Regions from separate parts of the Mus musculus genome. Here region 2 is linked to region 1. Evidence: chromatin contacts called from public promoter capture Hi-C data. All regions are on one chromosome and are shown on one strand. The core of a region is the stretch at or near the end of the contact, and the rest is flanking DNA. Distances in the headings are between cores, read along the strand shown. Region 1 holds the start of Insl6 (insulin-like 6). Region 2 has its middle 35 kb from the start of A930007I19Rik.

Evidence for each region. Promoter capture Hi-C pulls out the DNA fragments that hold promoters and counts their contacts.
Region 2: a promoter capture Hi-C map of macrophages shows a contact between it and region 1, with 7 read pairs. A contact is called at or near these places in 3 of 39 promoter capture datasets (hippocampal neurons, macrophages and pre-B cells), 2 of 484 Hi-C or Micro-C datasets (bone marrow-derived DN3 thymocytes and nephron progenitors), 3 of 130 datasets of targeted methods (bone marrow-derived macrophages, large pre-B cells and stem cell-derived neural progenitor cells) and 2 of 9 other capture datasets (adipose tissue and liver).

The regions. Positions count from the first base shown.
Region 1 is chr19:29,322,751-29,327,193 of GRCm38.p6, reverse strand. It overlaps Insl6 (insulin-like 6), which reads left to right and starts at 1,876. Exons shown (of 2, transcript NM_013754.1): 1 at 1,876-2,149. The coding sequence starts at 1,879.
Region 2 is chr19:29,484,838-29,489,280 of GRCm38.p6, reverse strand. No RefSeq gene overlaps it. Among named protein-coding and RNA genes, the nearest start is that of A930007I19Rik, 35 kb to the left of the region's middle.

The sequences.
Region 1 (4,443 bases), core at 627-3,126:
CTGCACTGTTCACGGTAGCTAGGAAGTGGGGCCAGCGGAGACGTCCTTCACCATTGGTTGGGTGCTGATAATGCGCCGAGCTCCAGGGTTAAGAGCACTTGTTGCTCCTTCAGAGAACCTGAGTTTGGTTCCCAGCACCCATGTCAGGTAACCATTTGATCTGACACCCTCTTATGGCTTCAATAGGCACTACACATACCCATACATATATTTAAATATAAAAGCCAATTAAAAAAAAAGAAATGTGGTACATATGCACAATGAAATTTGAATACATTTATGAAGAAAAAACCCACAAAATTATGACCTTTGTAGGAAAATGGATACAAGTGTATATTATGTTAAATAAAGTACATTTGATTCAGAAAGACAAATATTTTATGACAATGTTCTGGAGTAAAATTAATAGTATGGGATTCTAGTAAATACATCTGAAATTAATTTTATAATATTAGAACTTATTCACTCAAAATTAGGCATGCAAATAATTTTTTTTCAGTTAAATAAATCCATTCAGCCATTATCCTGCTAATAATAGTGTGTAGCAGTTAAGAATGCATTCCCAGGCAGTGGGATGCTTTCGCGGGTTAAGGCACTTGCTGCCAAGCCTGACAATGTGACAACGATCTTGGGGTCCCATATGGTGCATGGAGAGAACTGGATCCAACTTATACACACACATCAGCAGTAAATAAACATCATAATAATAATAATAATATAATAATAATAATGGTGATGATAATTTATTGTAAAAAAGAATGTGCTCATATAAATAAATTAAGGCAATTTTTACCGGGAACCGGATACTAAATGATGCTTTTATGTACATGTAGAATCTAGACTTAAAACTATGTATTTGTGTGTTTATATATGTGTATGCTTAAATGTTTGTGTTTGTAGGTCATGAAACTACAAAAGGGATTCCGAGAGGGATGAGTGCTTAAAGAAGGTAGGAGGCAATCAATTAATAGAGGACATGTAATTAAAAAAAAGCAAAAAGGGGAATTACTAAAGGCAGGAACTGGGAGAGGGTGGTTAAGGGAGGCGAGTAAGAGAGAGTGAAGTACAGTGCGATAGATGTGAGAAGACACCGCGATGGAATGAGTAATTTTTAAAAAGGGTTTATTTATTTTATTTGATATGTATGAGTGTTTGCTTGCATGTCTGTATATGCACCACGAGTATGACTGGTACTGAACCGGAGTTACAGACTACCATGTGCTGCTTTGTTGGTACAGGGAAGCGACCCCGGATCCTCGGCAAGAGCAAGTTCTCCTAACTGCCAAGACATCTCTCTAGTTCCAGTACCAATTTTTTAAAGTTAAAAAATATAATCCATGAAGGAGATAAGTTTCTCCGAAGGGAAGAAATGGCTCCTGTAAACACTAGGCAAAAAGAAGATCACATTCCAGGTGTGGGGGGGATGCTGCATCTCAGAGTCCTAGGTTCTCATATTTCATGAGGCAGTTTCTTGGAGCGCACGACAAGGAAAATGAATGAATAAAGTCAGAGAAAGAAGACATTTTAAAACTTGCATTTCTGAGGCCAAAAGAGCCTGTTAATTTCAACTTTGACGACAAGGAAAATGAATGAATAAAGTTAGGAAAAGAAGACATTTTAAAACTTGCATTTCTGAGGCCAAAAGAGCCTGTTAATTTCAACTTTCTGCAAGCCGGAAGTCCATGTAAGCCTGGAACACCCCGCACCTAACCAAAGTGTTCTGGAGAAGATTGCCTGCGAGGGAGGGCAACCCGAGGGCGGTGCGGAGAGGGGCGTGGCTGGGGGCGTGGTGGGTGGCGAAGGCGGGGCGGGGCGGGGCGGGGCGGGGGCGGGGCGACGGCCGTTGCAGCGCGCCCGGCCCTGTGGCGGAGCCCAGGGATGAAGCAGCTGTGCTGTTCTTGTCTGTTGTGGCTTGGACTCCTACTGACTCCTTTCTCCAGGGAAGAGGAAGAGGAATCCAGACCCAGGAAGCTGTGCGGCAGGCACCTGCTGATAGAAGTTATAAAACTCTGTGGCCAAAGTGACTGGAGCCGGTTCGAGATGGAGGAGCAAAGTCCTATGACACAGTTCTTTCCCCACTACTCACGCAAGGGCAAAGCCTTCAACCCTCACCCTTCTTCCTCCGCCTGGAGAAGATTCACAAACCCAGGTAAAACTCTGAAGGGAAGGCTTGGTAGCTTATCAGTGTGCAAACTCCTCTTTTCTTATCCTTGACTTTGCTCTGCCAGTGAATTTCTGTAGGAAATAGAATTTGTACCTAGTGTACGTGTGAATACAGTTTTAAAAACCATACAGACTTATATGAAGTTCACTTTAGACTTAGAAGAAATAATTTGTTCAGAGTAGGCCTTATTAAAAAGATGGCCTTAGGTTTCATGTATACCCCAAATTCCGTGTGTTATAAGCTTAATCTCCAGGGCAGCGTTAGGAAGTGAAGTGAGGGAATTAAATTTTCTTGAAACGGAGTCAGGCCATTATCACAGAAGTGGATTGTCCTGAGTGAATCTGTTGCAAGATCACTTCATCCTCCTTTTCCGGCACCTCCGCTATGGGATGATGCTACAGGAAAAGTCCTTGGACCCTGGAGCATCTTCAAATCACGAGTCAAATAAATTCTTGCTCATTTGAAATTAACCACTGTCGGGGGCATTGTCAGAAGATAGATATAGGTGATGAGGAACTAGTCACATAGATAGGATGGGATGGGATTGGGGGCGTTTATTTAGAGGAAAAGTTTATTTAGGGGAAAGACACTGCTGTCTGAATTATACGGGGAAGAGCGAGGAGGTCAGGATGTGCTGAACAGGAGGGGAAAAGAAGCAACAGCGTAGGGCAGTAAGGTTCGTCCAGAAGGGCTGAGAGAGGGAGAGCAAAGCCAACGGAGCAATTCATGTGAAGTGAAAACTTAATAAAGGGCACAGGGAAGGACAAGGGCGGATGAGATGAGTCTCGGCATGGATAGCTCATCGATGCAGATAGGTAGATTGTAGTATGGGGACAGATGAAGCTTCTCTGTGGTTTGCAGCAGCACTGAAGGTGAACTAGCGTGCTGAATTGCATAGAGATCTCGTGGTCTTGACCTACCCTTGCCATTCTGATATTAGCCTTTCTCCTATGTTGTAAAATGTGTTTGTAGATTCCCTTAACTAATTTTATAGTTTTTTTCAAAGCAGTGTTTGTAAGTGAAGCAACTTATCAGAACTTTAAAAAAAAATCAATGTTCTTACTTGACTTGGAAATAAGGAATTAATGAGAGTCATAAAATGAAGTGGAACTGCTTGTAAACTACTTTCCTTTGCAACTAGGTGGAATTCACCCCTAAAACCATCTATGTGTGACTAGTTTTGCTTTCGATCTCTTTGTCATCGATGTGCGTAGCTTTCATATATCTGTGTCTGTCAAGATTTTCATAGGAATTCATTTCTGTTTGATTTCAAATGTTACAGAATTAATAACCATGTATTACCTAGACTATTTCCTCTTTTCTTACTGCATTTTGCTCCCTTTAATCTTTGCTTTTTTTGTTTAGTTATAACTCTGTCTTACTCACTGTAATAGCAGAAAAGGACGGGAAGCCACGCCCTCCAGCTTCAGGGGACAGAGCGAGCCTGGCAAAACCTCACACTGCAAGTGGGGGTTGGAAAGAAAGACCCAGTGATAGATTCAGAAAGGCCAAGAATCCACGCAGACTCTGACCTCCTCTATTTCCCTTCTTTCCCTTTTCTTCCTCCTCCTCGTCCCTCTCCTTCTTTTTGCCCATTTGTATTTGTGTTCCTTTATTCTATGACAAGCCTCATGCAATCTTTTCAGTCTTGAAACTCACTCTTTCTCCTCTTCCTCCTCCCCTCCTTCTTCCACCTTCTCTCTCTCTCTTTCTCCTCCACCACCTCGTCTTCCTCCTCTGTCTCTGCTTTCTCCTCCTCTTCCTCCTCCTCCTCCTCCTCCTCCTTCTCTTCTAATTTCAAACTACAGAAATGTGACTGAGCCAATTAGTTTCCCCACACACCATGGATTATCCTCCCCCATAAAGATTTCCTTCTTTGAGCTTACAGTGGGGTTACAGGATGCAGAGTGCAGCTCACAGAGCTGAATCTCTGGTTAAAGCCTTGGCGGGGGGGGGGGGGGATTCTCCTCCTAGGCAGTATTAAATGTGACCACAGTAGACATCCACAATGTCTCTGGATAATTACATCCAGGAGTTATTTCAGCTTCTATCATCCAGTAATATCATCCAATAATGCTGAGTTAGACAATGTAACAATAACTCTGCACTTGGAGCACAATGCCACTGCATACTTCTTTACATTTCGTTAAAGAACAAAGTGCTTCTATTAACCACCTAGTTATAACATACACATAGAAGACAGACTGATCGGAAATAATCAAAGGCAGACACTGTAAACAAACAAACTGAACACGGGGTTTAATGGTTATTTCAACAAT
Region 2 (4,443 bases), core at 1,356-3,855, 160 kb before region 1:
GGGTTTTATACTAATGACAGCATATTTCTGAAAATTCCATTATTTTTTTTTTTTTTTACTTTTGTATCAAGGCTGGCTGAACAAGATCTGTTATCCCATAGTTGATTTTCTAATAAAAAAATTATACTAGTTTCTAGATGCCACATTAAGAGTTGCTATACACTAACTCCAGCCTCCAGCCAGGTGGTCAAGGATCCTGGAGATCTGATTGGCAAGATCCATGAAGTTGATCCTCACATCTCCGTTCCACGACCCTCTGATGTAAAACTTGTAGTGGCTGTGAGTGTTCATCAAAGTCAGCTGTTGTTACTGATGGAAGGACATTCTCCTCCAGAGCTCTGAAGTGAGACATGTCTGAAGACCACCTTTTCAGAAATGTCTGCGATATATCTCTCCTCTCCTCTCTCTTCCTCTGCCCAAGCTTAGCAAACAAACAAACAAACAAAAAACAAAAACAAGAGTTCTGAGAAAATGTAGCCAGCGTTGCACCAGTAACTCCTAGTTAATTCTGTAAATGATCTCCAGAAATGATAGAACTCGAGATAAATTCCTGTTTCTAGCCATTCTTCTCGGTGACTAAAGCACGCACACAGAGTTGGGGCACAGGAACGTGACACGGATGAGTGTCATCTTTTTCTTGCTGATACAGCTGGACCCTGTGTGTTGAAATGAAGCCCTCTTTCCTCTTTCCCTACAGTCTCCGTCCTGAAACTCGAGTCTGAGTTTCACTGGTCTGGAAACACTCAGCAGCAAACACCAGCCCCTCACGACAGAGTTGCAGCTTACTCTCTGGATCCACGATGCTCAGGACTTTCTTTAGCACCAGTGAATGGCTGGGTAAAAGAACAAGGAAAACAGGCTGATGCCCTCATGCTGGCAATTCCCTGGAATAGCACAGATGTCTAAGTCGGTAAAAAAAAAAAAAAAAATGGTGCGGTCCCCAAGTCCTCATATGCTACTAACCTAGTGGAGTTAAGGAATAGAGCGTAGGAACTTCTTAAAACCTAGATCTCCACAGAGAATGACGAGGCAGAAAGACAGAGGGTCAGGGAAGTGTGTGCAGAGGGGAAGGCCAGGACGAGTGAGTATATTTCCTGTCTTGTTTACATGCAGCCACTTCCCCCCCACCCCATACTGCCTGAGTCTTCCCGAAGAGGGTTATTTGAAGCATTTATGCCCTCCCTATCCTAGTCCCTGGCTAGTGCCTCAAAAGCCAAGCTCATAATTTCACCTTGGTCCTTCACTAACCCTGTCACAAGCAGATAAAAGGCAGGCACCTAGTTTCCTAAAGGGCTGAGAGAGAGAGAGAGAGAGAGAGAGAGAGAGAGAGAGAGAGAGAGAGAGAGGGAGAGAGAGGCATCGTCCCACCCCATCCCCTAAGTCTCTCTTCTGTACCTTATCTGATTTTTGTCTTGCTATGGACAAGTGGATGGATACTCATACTGGCAGATGATAAGAAAGGCAGGTCAAATAAAACACCACGTGGTTTTTTTGTTTGGTTTTGGTTTTTCGAGACATGGTTTCTCTGTATAGCCCTGGCTGTCCTGGAACACACTTTGTAGACCAGGCTGGCCTCGAACTCTTGCAAGTTTACATTGTTCTTCTTCAGCACTCAGGCCTGAGTTCCAGCAAGTACCGCGGGCGGTGACTGCACCACTGTAACAGACGGAATTGATGGGAAAATGCCTACTTCCCCAAGGACCCTGAGTGGCTCTTGCTGCCCTGACTGCGCCCTGGGAGTTGTCTTCAGGGTCCCTCAGAAGCCCTCACAATCTACAACTACAAGAGAAACTCTTGCTTCAGCAAGGCATATCTGAGGCGCTTCTCTGGAATTTATGCCAGTGACCATCCTGAGTGGCCCGGGGAGTGGTTGGACAGCTGGGTGGATTTTGGAGTCCCAATCCTGGAGAGCAAGTCTCGATTCTTGTTCTCCACACGTCACCGGAAAGCATCCAGGCTCAGCGCACTTCTCCGTTCCTCGCTGCTTCTTACCTTACTTCTGATCACGAGCTCCCTTCTGTTTTGAATTCCTTGGAGCCCGTCTCCCTTCATTGGACATACAACTGTATGCAATCTCAGTTTTGATACAACTTTCCCAGCTTGTGATGTATATTTCTCTAGTTTTCTTTGAACCCCCCCAGTGTGAAACATATCTAATACAACGTTTTGTACTCTTCATGACACATAGCTGTCGGGGATTCAAATCACAAGATAGAATGTAATACGCCCCGGGGAGTGGGTGGACCCCATATACCCTTGAAACAGAAGGATGTTGCTGAGATGGTCCAGTGCCTTACCCTGTCACTCAGATGCTCAGTCAGAAAATAAAAGCTCTGGTTGAACTGGCTTTGAACTGTCCCTCAGGGCCTTCATGCTTTCCCAACAGCCCTCACAGAGTCACTTCCACTATGTCGCAGTCACCTGGGGATGACACTCTAAAGACTCTTCATTCTGAGAACATTGAACAAAAGTTTTTGTGTTTTGGGAAAGGACCCTTGCACTCCCTACACATGACTTTTCTACCCTGGGGTGGTTCTTGAAGACAACTTCCCCAAGCAGTCGTCAGAAGGGGTGCTCACACTGTCTCTTGTCACATGTGGTTCATATGCTCAGCCACAGCTCAGTCATGCGTATGTGCTCTGGCCCTTGTGACATCTCCTGAGGCCAGCAGGATGCTGGCAAGCCCAGTGTCTGCTCAAACTTATCTTTTAGTTTCTCTTCAGAGTCTCAGAAAAACACAGGTGGAAATCTGCGCTCGATATTGCGGGAAACACAAGTTGTATGTATAAAATTTTGCCAAAACCCCAGTGAAATTCTAAAATTTAAACATATTTTAAAAAAATAATGTTTAAATGTTTTTATGCTGAAAATACTCAAATTGTGCTTGCCTCTCAAATACAGTGAGAATAAAAATTGCTTACAGTCTCATGGCATGGGCAGAGCTACTCACTATTACTATAATTCTTGTTACACAGCCTTGAAAGCAAAGTGAAAGAAGGAAAAAAAAAAGAAAGGAATATGAAATATAAGCTGTTTGCCCCACCACCTCCCACCCTACTGCTGATCTTTACAAAAGGATTTTAAGGAGGAATTTTCCCCAAATTTTGTAAAGAAACGATCTTGCTAATAACAACATCGTGGAGGTATTTTTGTTGTCTGTGAACACCACAGCATCTCAGTGGCCATTCTGCTTTAGAAAACATACTCTAGAGAAAAATGACAGTTTGCACAAAGCCCAACAGCTAGCTGTCTTAAAAGGAATTTTGTATGCATATGATTCTCCAGAAGGGTCATATTTTTGAACCTTGTTTTTGAACAAAGCCCTCTTGACAGTCTAGGGCACTCCTTTCCAGCCATTTTCTTACCTTGGTTGTTTATTTTGGCTTGGCACTGTACCCCAAATGGTGCTAAGGTGCCCTGCGCATTACCCCACCATCCCCCGCCCCTTCTCTCACACATACCCACCACTATTGGTCTCTCCTCTGGGCTTTGGTATTTGTGAGCTTACATTTCAGTCCTGGCTCAGCAACACTGTCTGCATTTTCTCCTCTGTCTAAGACTTGAACCCCCTGCCCCCATAGGGTCCCATGAGAATGGACAAGTAATAGATGCAAATTGTGTGCTGACTTCATAATAACTTACCAACATACAGAGACTTAAGATGACATTCAACAATTTTTTTTGTATTTCTCTGTAATTTTGTTCTTGAGATTTCCATGGTCCGATGGTAACCTATAATACCAACACAGCTCTATGACTAATCTATTTTCACTCTGCTAGACAAGTTATTTCCAGTTTGGGGACAGAGATGTTGTAACTAAAGCAAGTTCTTTCCCTTCTGTTCTACTTCTTTTCTTTAGAAGAAAATTCCTGGAATAGCATTTCTAAACAGGGACATTAACCTTGAGCAATCTAACTCTGTCTCTCTCTGTCTCTCTGTCTGTCTCTCTGTCTGTCTGTCTGTCTGTCTGTCTCTCTCTTTCTCTCTCTCTCACACACATACAGAGAGAGAGAGAACAACTTTTTGTGCCTACAGTGTCTTCTATATTTTGCATTTCCTTGGAGAGATTTTTGAGCAGCAGAATTACTTGAGCAAACTGGAGGACAAGTGGCCTGCCCTCCATGCTATAAATCCTATATATGCCTCATTGTGCCAATTTATTCTTCCATAAACAATCTATGAAACCACCAGCTTCATATAGTCTAGTGTATTGCTTAGCGTATTACTATAGAGTATGTATGTAAGTAGTGATACAATTAAGAAATTTCTTGGCCAATGAAACAGCAGGAAAAGCCTGTTCAAATTTTATCTTGACTAAATATTTTGTATTTTTTCTATTCCAATTTTAAATTGCTTGGTAAGTTAATCATTTCAGCACATGTCCTGGTTTAACAAGCAATATGATCATTTCTTCCTTTCTGTCTCTACAGATGAACATCCTG